Linked DNA regions of Triticum aestivum: region 1 is linked to region 2. The links are chromatin contacts, called in public Hi-C maps. All regions are on one chromosome and are shown on one strand. Each heading gives the region's core, a stretch centred on a gene start, on an enhancer-like site or on the middle of the called end of the contact. The rest is flanking DNA. Distances are from core to core; before and after follow the strand shown. Region 1 holds the start of LOC123182840. Region 2 holds the start of LOC123182834 (putative aminoacrylate hydrolase RutD).

What was found. A called contact is a pair of places that touch in the nucleus more often than the background predicts.
Region 1: a Hi-C map of leaf shows a contact between it and region 2, with 2.1 times the contacts expected there. The contact joins the promoter of LOC123182840 here to the promoter of LOC123182834 in region 2. A contact is called at or near these places in 2 of 5 Hi-C or Micro-C datasets (both in leaf) and 1 of 1 datasets of contacts at active chromatin or transcription factors (leaf).

Annotation. Positions count from the first base shown.
Region 1 is chr1D:450,947,549-450,953,134 of IWGSC CS RefSeq v2.1, reverse strand. It overlaps LOC123182840, which reads left to right and starts at 2,242. Exons shown (of 6, transcript XM_044595512.1): 1 at 2,242-2,573; 2 at 2,663-2,813; 3 at 3,355-3,615; 4 at 4,462-4,543; 5 at 5,581-5,586. The coding sequence starts at 2,335.
Region 2 is chr1D:450,538,540-450,544,528 of IWGSC CS RefSeq v2.1, reverse strand. It overlaps LOC123182834 (putative aminoacrylate hydrolase RutD), which reads left to right and starts at 1,435. Exons shown (of 10, transcript XM_044595504.1): 1 at 1,435-2,048; 2 at 2,149-2,386; 3 at 2,733-2,916; 4 at 3,044-3,139; 5 at 3,245-3,298; 6 at 3,683-3,831; 7 at 3,948-4,065; 8 at 4,525-4,612; 9 at 4,707-4,920; 10 at 5,013-5,453. The coding sequence starts at 1,940. The coding sequence ends at 4,918. LOC123182836 (a long non-coding RNA gene) reads right to left here. Exons shown (of 3, transcript XR_006492330.1): 3 at 4,105-5,989.

The DNA.
Region 1 (5,586 bases), core at 993-3,492, 410 kb before region 2:
TCGGCTCGGCTCATTCCCGCAACCCGCGGCGCGGCGGGCGGCGGAGGAGGAGCGCGCGCGGATGTTCCTCTTGTTCTCATCCTCATACATGTGGAGAAAGAGCCTCCCTTATAAAGAGATCCAACTCCCTCTAAGCTAGCAATGTGGGACTAAACTTTAGTTCCACCTCTTGCCTTGCACGAATGGGCTGCGTGGACCTCTAGGATTTATTAGGAATTTCTGAAACTGCTATTGGGCTTGGCCCAAAATAGAAAAAAAATCCAGCATACAGATATATATAGACATACTTTAGAGTGCAGATTTATTCATTTTGCTCCGTATATAGTCTATAGTGGAATCTCTAAAGGTCTTATATTTAGGAACGGAGGGAGTATATTAATATTGCTTTCAAATTCTCGATTAGAAAGCACGGAAACCTCTATAGCAAAAATTGATTTGAACACCCCACTCTCGCTTGTCAACGATTATTTTCTTGCATGTACCTCGGTCTACCGCTTCGCACAAGGAAGCTCCATCGGACCAAATATCATTCCTCTGATAAAAGTTGGAGCAAAGGTCTCAAGGCATACATGATATTGCCATGTTGTGGTAGGACGGATGGTTGGGGCGTACTGAAAGGATCAAAGATGTCAACTAGGGGAGGAAATGGGAATAACCAACTATGGGTTTTCAGCTTTTATTTACAAGGTTAGGGATAAATATGATAAAGTTAGTTCTCTAAACATGCAACTATGTGACACAACACACAATCCCACATGACAAGGTAAGCTACCTATACAAGGTAAAGCAAGTCACCAAGCTAGCGCCTCTGATTCGGCTCTATGATGAGGCCTGCCTAGACATCCAAGCTTTGTCTCATGCTTCATCATGGAATGCCACTAACTTTGCTCCCTCATAATCCGAAAAGCAAACTCTGCTCCACCATCTGGGCTCTGTGGGGTGCAACATAGGTTCCATGAGTCGGCAGATGCACGAGACTATGATGTATATATCTTCTTGCGCAAATATGTGGTGCAGAATATCAAAATTCTAAAGCATGCCATTTGCCATCCTAACATACATACACGATATTATAATGTGTGCACAACTAAACATCCAAATAGCATTACCTGGAGTGATGTTGTTACCTAAGATTACTATCATTCGAGGTAATAATTAGTCCTAGCTTTAAAAAAATCTCTTTGATGACATGTATCCTCTGGGTAGTAAGTTCCCCTCTAGGATTTTGAAATCCTATGTGTAAACTAAATCAAAGAACTACAATCGAAAGAGTAGAAACACAGAAATCCAACTGCTTCAACCTCGCCATATTCAACTTTCTCTAAAAAAGGGTAAATGTAGTTACATGGTATCATATTTGCATGGCCATCGAGACAACATATATACACCATATCGGAATGGAGTTCTTCAATGAACATGTGCATTCATTATCTAAACAAAGCATTTACATCTATATTGTCTATTCTTTTGGAAGTCATAAAACCGGTTTGCTTGTTCCTGAAAACGTTTATGCTTTAAGTTGCGTCGTTGCAATGATACTTTGTCGTTGGCAGGTATTGTGCTATGTTGCTCATTTGTTCAGTTGGTCTAGGGATATCGCTGCCTTTAGGGCTTCTTTTCCCTTTTTCTTTTAGTAGTCTCTATGAACCCGTTGGTTTCTCCTAATGAAAATCAGAGGGGGGGGGGGTTTATGTTAATCAAAAGAATTATGTTGTATATTCTCAATGTTATTAACTTATTATAAACATTTACACCATATGAGAATGCTATCCTATGATCAATTGTGTACCCCGCACTAACAATTCGAAGCAAACACCGCATATGAAAACAAGAGGCGCTGTGATCTTACTAGTAGCGAAATAAAACTCCGCTCTGTGCCAAAATCTTCTCCTGTAATTATCTTCTCTTCTCCTATAATTCATAAAGCCAGTTAATAAATAATAATATGAGAGGATACATCCAGCGGGACCATGCCGTGCATCTTATCCAAGGCCATCACCAAGATTCAACCATATCACACTCATCCAGTGAGAAAAAGAGGAGATTCATGTGGCCCATTTCTTGTAACCCACTCCAAGTTCATTGTGAGCCACTACACTCAAGGTCTGAACCCAGGAAAAAAAGGGCATAAACCCAGCCCATCACAAAACTTGCGGCGACCGTCCGAGCAGGGCCGCCCGCCTCACCCTTTTCCCCTATTTTCCTCCGACTATTTTTATTTTTCTCCTTTTAGCCTCCTCGCTTTCTCCCCCATCACGGAAGGAACAAGGCAGGGGAGGGGAACCCCAAGGCCGCGGACCGACCCGAGCGCGCGCGCGCCACCCATCCCATCCCATGCCGCCGCTGGAGGCCCTCCTCGGCGCCGCCGAGCTCTGGCGCCCCGCGGCGCGCGGGGCCAGCGGCTGGGCCACCGCCGCCGCGCTCCTCCTGCTCCTCGTCGCCCACCTCTCCGTCCTCCTCGTCCGCCGCCGCCGCCGGGGGCGCGCACGCCTTGCCCGGCAGCAGGAGGATGCCCCCGCGGCGCCCGCCTCCCCCTCCCCGTCCTCCGGGTCCGGGTCCAGCTCCGGCTCAGGGTCGGTCAGATACCCCCTCCCCTGCCCCTTGGTTCAATTCGTGCGGTTGATTTGATCGGATGGGGGTGTTTGTGTTTTGTGGAGCGCAGGGTGGAGGGCCTCGTGACGGAGGACGATCTGAGGCAGCTGGTGGGCAGCCTGGGGGTCGGCGCCCGCCAGCCGGAGCTCGAGGGCTGGGATCCCGTCATCGCCAAGGGGAACGACGCCGTCTCCTACAAGGCGTGGTGCGAGAGGACCGCGGTACCAGCGCTGCCCTGTTACTCATTGATTTGTATTCATTCTCATCTTACAGATAAATATGTGCCAGAGTTTGGCTATTGTTCTTGGGTTCAGCCTAGAGATACTAGGCTAGATAGAAGCATGTTAAGATTTGTAGCACATACATCATAGCACGGGCTCGTTGTGATTAATTCAGGGGTTTAGTCGGACAAGGATTAACATTTCACTCGACCCATCGACTCTGGTAGTCGGCCACCACCTGACCACTAGTAAAATTCTCAATGATGGCTGCAAACAATTTTTTGAATAATTGTTATGCTTTTCCCCCGATGAATTGGAACTGTATCTGTTTTCTTTTACATGAAATTGAGGTGTGAAATTAAGGCTTTGCAATTAGTTAGAACTCATAATGCTCGCAAGAGTTAATCACTAATTATTGATAAAATGGAATTTCATAGGGCCTATGGGTTGTTTCTGGATTCTGAACAAGAGTTTGCCATGATTGGGTGCAGAGTCTAGCTTACGAATTTTATTTATCTATCGTAATTCTTCTCAAATGCAGGATGGCACACCTAGATATCTTAGTGTGACAACTTATGAGGGATGCTCAGCAGAGCTTTTGAGGGACTTTTACATGGATAATGAGTACAGAATGGAGTGGGATAACACCGTGATAAAGCATGAGCAGCTGCAGTGTGATGAAAATAGCGGAATTGAGATAGGGCGAACAGTTAAGAAGTTCCCTCTTTTAACACCAAGAGAGTACATATTGGCATGGCGAGTTTGGGCATCAGATGAGAACTCTTTCTATTGCTTGGTCAAGGTTAGTCACATCTCCCTCACCCTCTCTGCCTCTTGCACAAACTATTCATTTGCAGTTTCACACAACTGTGCATCAGTGATATATATGACATCTTTTCATTAGATATCGATTTATCTGCAGTTGTGCTATTCTTGGTTTTTGTACGGATGCAGTAATTTACTCACTACACGTACATTCATGTACAGTTATCCTAATCATGAAGGGTTCAGTTTTCACCCGAAATGAAAATATTAGCTCGTCCTGTGTCACCTAGAATGGTAGCAATGTTCCTGCAGTAAATTACAGAATGAAGTTGATGGAGCCACAGTTACATCTAAAATGTTCTATTCTAACCTGAAATTCAAGATTCAACTCTTATGCTTGAAAATTCAGTGACGTGACTGCATACGTACATATTATAGCGATAATGTTATGCCCATTGTAGATAACATAAAATCTCTTGAACTAAGGTTTAACAAAAAAAATACAATCACATGAACCAAGGTTGAACCAAAAAATTACAATCACTAGAACTAAGGTTGAACCAAATAAACATGAAATCACTCGAACTAATGTTGAACAAACAAAAATATAAAGTCACTTGAACTAAGGTTGAACCAAATAAACATAAAATCACTTGAAACCAAAAAAACAAAAAATTGTATCAACTGATGTTGAAAAAAAACTCACCTGAATGAAATTGAACCAGAAAACATTAGTCACTTGAAGTAAAGTTGAGCTGCCATTCTAAAAGAAAAGGCTGTCACTCAGTTTACGCTTGAGTTGCCCCATATGCAGTCTGAACGAGAATGACATTGCTATTGCAGAATTACCTGATTGCCTTGTTTAATTAGTTTATCCTGGCAGGAATGTGAACACTCTCTTGCGCCAATACAAAGAAAATTTGTTCGAGTACGACTTCTGAGATCGGGGTGGTGTATTAGGAAAGGTAAGTGAAAATTGATACAAGGCCTTCTGTTTGGTATTTTATTTAGCTTAGACTAAGCTATCTTCTTTCAGTGACTCGTTTGGTGGTGATGGTAGCTTTTTAAAAAGTGACATATAGAATGACGCTGAGTGAATGCTATTATGTGACTAGCTTTTGTTACAACAGGAAATACCAGCCTATATAATTCCCATAAGATATAAATTAATACATAGTTTTCAGATTCAAATGCAACTACTATATCAATATCACAACTTTGTATCTTTATAAATATGTGGATTGGATTGACTTGTACTTTGTCTTATATAAAAGAACCTGATGCTTGTAATATTTCTGTACCCATTGAGTTGTACTGAATGCTATGTGCACATTTGAGAGGAACTCAAAACAAATAGAACTCGGAAGTTGGAAATGCTATGTGTACTGAGTTGTACTGAGTAGTATATTTCTGTACCCATTAAGTTAATTTCCTGTATGACCTGATATGTGCCACTCTGATGGAAATCGGAAGTTGGAACGAATAGAAAGTGCCATTTTATACCTTTTTAATATTGGTTTATAACTACCTGTTTGATTTATAGCTTGCTAATCCTTGTATATTATTATTTGCTTGAAATGTGCAGTAAATTCATCTACCAAGTACTCTCCATTACAAAACATAGCGCGTATAGATTTTTTCAGAAGTCAAGCTTGACCAAGTTCATAGAGGAAAATATCAACATCAGTAATACCAAATAAAAACACTGTAGACACTATTTTGGAACAGAGGGAGTTTTGAAGATGCAATTTCGATCGTTATTTCTTATATGAATATGTTAGCAAAGAAAGCTAAAAGCATACATAATTATGAAAAGATTTCATGACAAATCTAATGATGTTAGTATTTTCATTTGATCTTTCTCATTAATCCTTTTACATATAAATAGTAAAAGTTAGACAAATTTTATTGCACACTTTCTAGGGTCATCATTTTTGTAACGGGGTACTTATATCATCTACGTGGTCTGTTGGTAATTTTACACCTACAATTTACCTTGTAGTCCCTG
Region 2 (5,989 bases), core at 186-2,685:
GAAGACATGTTACACTTGAAGACTATGATCTTTCAGTCGGTTAGGCGTCGCGTTCTGAGCATCCAAAAGCCATTGTGGATTACCGATGAACAAAGTTTGTGAAGGTTTAGAAGTCTACCTTTGAAGACTTACTTGAGTGATTGGGTGAGGTCTACGGTGACCTTAGCTCAAGGAAAATAAGTTGAAGACATGCTCTTCTGAGTTTAATCTTAGCATCCCTAACCAGACGTACAACTGTTACAGCATCTGGAACTAGTCCAACAAATCACTTGTTTTCTCTGGGCAACTATCACTTCACTTCCTCACTTAGTGTTTTGTATTGTGAAGGCTTCGCTTGCTCATTCTGTTTGAAGTCATTGTGTAAGACAATCCCTTGATTACATCTTTGTCTTCACATTAAATGTTAATATTGTTCTCTGCTACCTAGTTTGTTGTCTGCATTCACTTCTCACATCAATTGTGTTGTTATGTCAGCATGTGTACCGTAGTTTATCTTCCGTTGCGCCCTGCTTAGTTATTGTTTTGCTTCCACGTCTTTGAAGACATTGCCTGTTTCGAAGACAATCATAAAAACCGCCTATTCACCCCCTCTCTGGTCGATAACTAGCACTTTCAGTTCCCCTCTTTAGAAAATGTAACATTTCATAAGCCAATATTGTATTATTAGAGATAAGCCTATCCGGAGCAAAGGCGCTTTGGTTACCCAAAATGATCTCCCCCGAGATGCACTTCAACCGGCTTGCAATGCTGTTGGAACAAGTTTGCACATAATATTGCAAAGGCTAATTGGGTGTAGGTCTTTTGGACTCCGAGGGTTCTTCACCTTTGGGATAAGGACCATGATGGTGTCATTCCATCCTTCCCGGATATAGCCGCCACAAAACATGTGTAACACTTCATGCACCACACTATCGCGAACCAGCTGCCAATACTTCTTGTAAAAGAAAGTTATTACAATACTATCCGTGGATGCTGGAGCTGTTTCTTTTTCATCATTAAAAATATTTCCATGCATATCTTCAAATAGCATTCTAATTCTGTTTTTTTCGTGCACGCCAAAATGCGCCAAAGTGAAACAAATTTAGCGTTTCGGCCATCTCCTTAAGCCTATCAATACGGGACCTTTGCATCCACACCCTGTTCTTTGTATAGGAGTTTATTCACATGTCTTTATATACTACTCTCCATTTCACGATATAGTGCGCTCGCGTTTTTTAAGATTTAAGTTTGAAAAATGCATACACATTATATTATGGAACGGAGGGAGTACCATCTTCTCTTATCTTTATTATGGAATCGCACAGCACAACCAGACAATCCACCGCCGCTTCCCCATCGATCGATCATCATCGTCGTCGCGGCGGCTTTATCCACCCACAAGTTCGTCCACCCACAAAAACAAAACAAATAGCACAGCGCAACTCTCTCTCTCTCTCTCTGCCGCCGATCAAACCACTACCAGCACGCTCACAAAAAGAATCGCCACCCAAAAATCGTGGACCTCAACCCCACACTCCCATCTTCCCGCCGCGAGCGAGCGCGTCCCCTTTGACTCAGCAGACGGCGACACCACCCGCCGACGTGTCCCCGCCGGCGCGCCGCGCAGGTCGTATCCATCCATCCACGTGTTCCGGCACAGCGAATCCGTCTCCTCCTCCACACCCGTTTCCCTCGCGGCCCCGACTCCGCCCGCCTGGACGACTCCGGCTCGCGGGCGGCTATAAATCGCCCGCCCTTTCCTTCCCGAGCTCCACTCCGTTTCCCCCTCGTTTTAAATCCGATTCGGCCCCCGATTCGGCAACCCAGCCCGACCCACCTGTTCTGTTCCCCAGTAACGAGAAGCTAAATAAATCCATAAATCCCTGGCAGAGAGAGGGAGAGGAGCCAGGCGATCGATCCCGGTGGCGGCGAGAGGCGAGGAGAGGCGGCCGGCGAAGCAATGCCTTACTGCGAGGTGGACCGGTACCAGGCCGGCGACAAGTGGGAGGGCGTCCGCCTCTTCTACCGCCGCTACGGCCGCGGCGCCACCAAGGTGCTCCTCGTCATCGGTAAGCACGCCGCCCCCCGGCCAATTCGATACAGTGGAAAAATTCAATCCTTTTTCTGGTTCGGAGGAACTCTTCTCTGAGAAATGGTTCTTCGCTTCAGGTCTGGCGGGGACGCACGACTCGTGGGGCCCGCAGATAAGGGGGCTGACCGGGTCCATGGAGCCGGCGGACGGCGGCGACGTGCCCGAGCCCGCCGCGAGGACGGACGAGGAGGCCGCCGCGCCGGCGACGGCGACGGCGCCGGAGGAGGAGGACGTCGGCGAGGGCATCGAGGTCTGCTGCTTCGACAACCGCGGCGTCGGCCGCAGCAGCATCCCCCCGCACAAATCCTACTACTCGTGAGTCTCTCTCTCTCTCCCGTCGTCTCCTAGATCCAAATTTCCGTCGGTTTCAATCATCGGCGGGCAGGGTTTGGTAGACGACATTGTTGGTCTCTCGAGATCTGCAAGGAAGATTGTAGCTTTCGGCGAGAATAAATGCACGTTTTACTCGATTCGATTCATCCTCCCTGCTGTCGCGATTGCTTTCATCCATGAGAAAACAATAGTACTAGTACCACGCGTGCGGCTGAGAGGAAGAAACAGAGGGCGGCTAATCTTCCTCCATGAAACGCGTTGAAAAGTCAAACGGCCGATGGTTCTCCGTACTGACCGTGTGAATGAACGACCTTCTCTTCTCTGGCAGGACGGCGATCATGGCGAGGGACGCGCTGGCCTTGATGGACCATCTGGGGTGGAAGAAAGCCCACGTCTTCGGCCACTCCATGGGCGCGATGATCTCCTGCAAGCTCGCAGCGATGGCGCCTCACCGGCTGTCCTCGCTGGCGTTGCTCAACGTCACCGGCGGCGGGATGGAGTGTTTCCCCAAGGTACTGTGATGTTGCAACCTGCTTATTCATCTGGGGAGTTCCGAGGACCTGAAAACAGGCCAAGGGGTTACTTTGTTTGAGATGAGCAACTTTGCCAGTGCTGACAGATATGCTGTCAATTTTTCAGGTAGATGCACAGATGCTATCTCTCGCGTTCCGGTTCTTAAGGGCGAGGACTCCGGAGCAAAGAGCTCTTGTGGACTTGGAAACCCACTATACGAAGGTGAGAAATTGAGGATGCACTGTCTGTCCTTGCCTGAATAATGTGCAAACCGGTTTTTCTGTATATGTTTTTCGTTTCCAGTGGTAACATGTCACTCAAATGCAGGAATACCTCGATGAGGAAGTTGAATCCTGCACAAGGAGAGCGATCCTATATAAGGTGAATGTCATATATACTTGCACGGAACATTCATTATTCTTCCTGCTAGTTTTACCGTGTGCATCAGACAATTTTTTTGGATTATATTTGTTGCTTACCATGCTGTTTGCTGGGGGTTGTCCTGTTAAGGAGGTCATTCAAGAATTCTGTTAAAGTATCTCATAGGTGTCTGGGTAGGCCTTCCTTTTGTGGAAGTTTGGCATTATGCTTTTGCATTCCCTTCTTTAGAATATGAAGACAATGCACTGCATAGGGATAAACTGTTGGATCTTTTGTTTGGAAGAAAGGAAGCTTTTGTTGTACCCACTTTGGAACATTGTCTGCATATATTTGGCCCCCTGTTGTTATGGAAATCTCATCTGTGCTTGTACATTGAACTTTCAGGAATATGTGAAAGGCATATCATCTTCAGGGATGCAATCTAATTGCGGGTTTGAAGGTCAAATTAACGCGTGCTGGACTCACAAAGTGACAACTAAAGAGCTAGATACAATTCGTGCTGCCGGTTTTCTGGTTTCAGTTATTCATGGAAGGTTAGTCAGTTGAAATATCGAGGATAATATGCATCCATTTTTCAATCTGCACGCATAATGTGTATTGCCTCTCTCTTTTCAAGTGTATTGCTCACACCTTGCTTTACAAATGGCAGACATGATATTATTGCGCAAGTATGTCATGCGAGGCGGCTTGCACAAAGGCTTCTTCCTGTTGCTAGAATGGTAGATCTTCATGGTGCACATCTAGTCAGCCATGAAAGACCACAAGAGGTAAGCATCAAGTATAGCAGAGCTGGGTAGATCGAATCATCAAAATACTCAGAACTATTGCAAACTGTGCAAATAATTTCAATAGAGTTTGCTCCGTTTGAGAAAGTTATACACACTGACCACAGACTGCTAGGCAGTCTTTGCCCGCTAAGGCATAAACTATACTTAAGTTGCTAGAGAAATATAGTTACAATAAGGCATCTTAGAAGACTGGCCACGGAGACTCTTTTCAGAGCATTTGACATCTAGGATGGCTTCTTTTTGTTCCAAAGAGAGCCTTACGATTTACAGTAAAGCGTACGATTGAAGTGCTGATACAACTAGGGTGTCATCAACTCCATGTTCCAAAGAAAACAAGAAATACAGTTGTGATAATGATTATTGGTTTCTCCACTCATTCATCTTTACCAATAACAGTAAAGCATTTTAGAAACTGATGTGATTATTGATCTATGACAGGTCAACAACGCGCTGATGGATCTGATAAAGGCCACCAAGTCGGCGACGGCGCCGCACGAGTGGTCGTCCCAGCCAGAAAACACATCAGGTATGCTTAAGAACCGGCTGCTGAACGTCGCAAAATTCTATGGAAGGCTATGTTGGAAGGCACACCTCTTACGCTGACCCTTTACCACCACCAGAAACCGGTGCCCTTATTTCTGCAAGGCCTGTAACCCTCGCGATACGAACAGGCGAAGCCGGCAACGCTGCCGTAGCAGCGTATAACCTACTTGCAAAGTTGCAACTAAGCTTTCTTTATGTCATAGGCCTGGTAGTGATGGCGTTTGAGCACATGAGGAACATTGTAAGAGTAACGAAGCCCGTGAGGGTCGCGGCGATCGAGTCATCATAAAGGTAAAGAAATTCTTCCTCTGCTACGTACATAAGTCGTCGTATCTCCTAACTCCTGGCGGATTTGCTGACCCTGAGTGTGTTTGATTTTGCAGAAACAAAAGACATGTAAATTATACCCCCGAAGCCGGCGAGGAGATCATATTTCATGTCTCCTCCGTATACCATCCGCGGAGATGAGACGGATTTAGAGTAGCATCTCCGCAAGAATCGAACCTATTTTCCCTCCTCCCTTGAGAAAGGCCCTCTGCTCTCGGCAGAAACAACGTTTCGAGACTGAAGAACAGAGGAGCTGTACCTGCGTTGCGCACCTGGGCAGAAGCGTCACGGGGCGTGGTGATTGAGATGTGCTGCCATACATTGTATTAGCTCGGAGAGAGCAAATGGATCGGATGTACCTTTGTGTGATGAGTGTAATTAAGCTGTGACCAATATGTACACGGCCGCATGTTGCGTTGCGTGGGTGCTGTCGCCGTTCTTGTGTACTCCATTGTTGTGCTGTGATCATTCCTTTGAATAAATCGGCTCGATCTTCACTTTGCTGCACCCTTCTGGGGTAGATGAATATTTTTCTTACCTGTACAATGTTAGTTGCTGATATAGTACTCCCGTATAACACTGGCCTATACTCAATCCGTTTTTAAATACAAGACCTTGTAGAGATTTCAATATGGACTATATACGATGTATACAGACGCATTTTAGAGTGTGATAGCAAATTTTAGAGTGTGATAGCTTTGAGGAACACACATGCACACGCCGTCATAGTTGAAGAAAGTGGGTATCGATGGAAAGGAATGCCCAAAAGCTTGACCAAGTAAAATAAATGTGGGGATCGATGGAAAGGAATGCCCAAAAGCTTGACCAAGTAAAATAAATCCCTAGGACATGACGGATAAGATGATTTGATCTTACCTCAGCAAGCGAAAGCCGTACGAGCTGGACTGTTGCGCCGAGACGACAGACTTGTCTTTGCATCCTGCTGCTTGCTTCATCTCTCTCAAATGCGCCCTTAGGTCACTGCTCAGTGCTCCGCCGCCGCGAGAGTGTAAATGGAGGCCAGCCAAAGTGC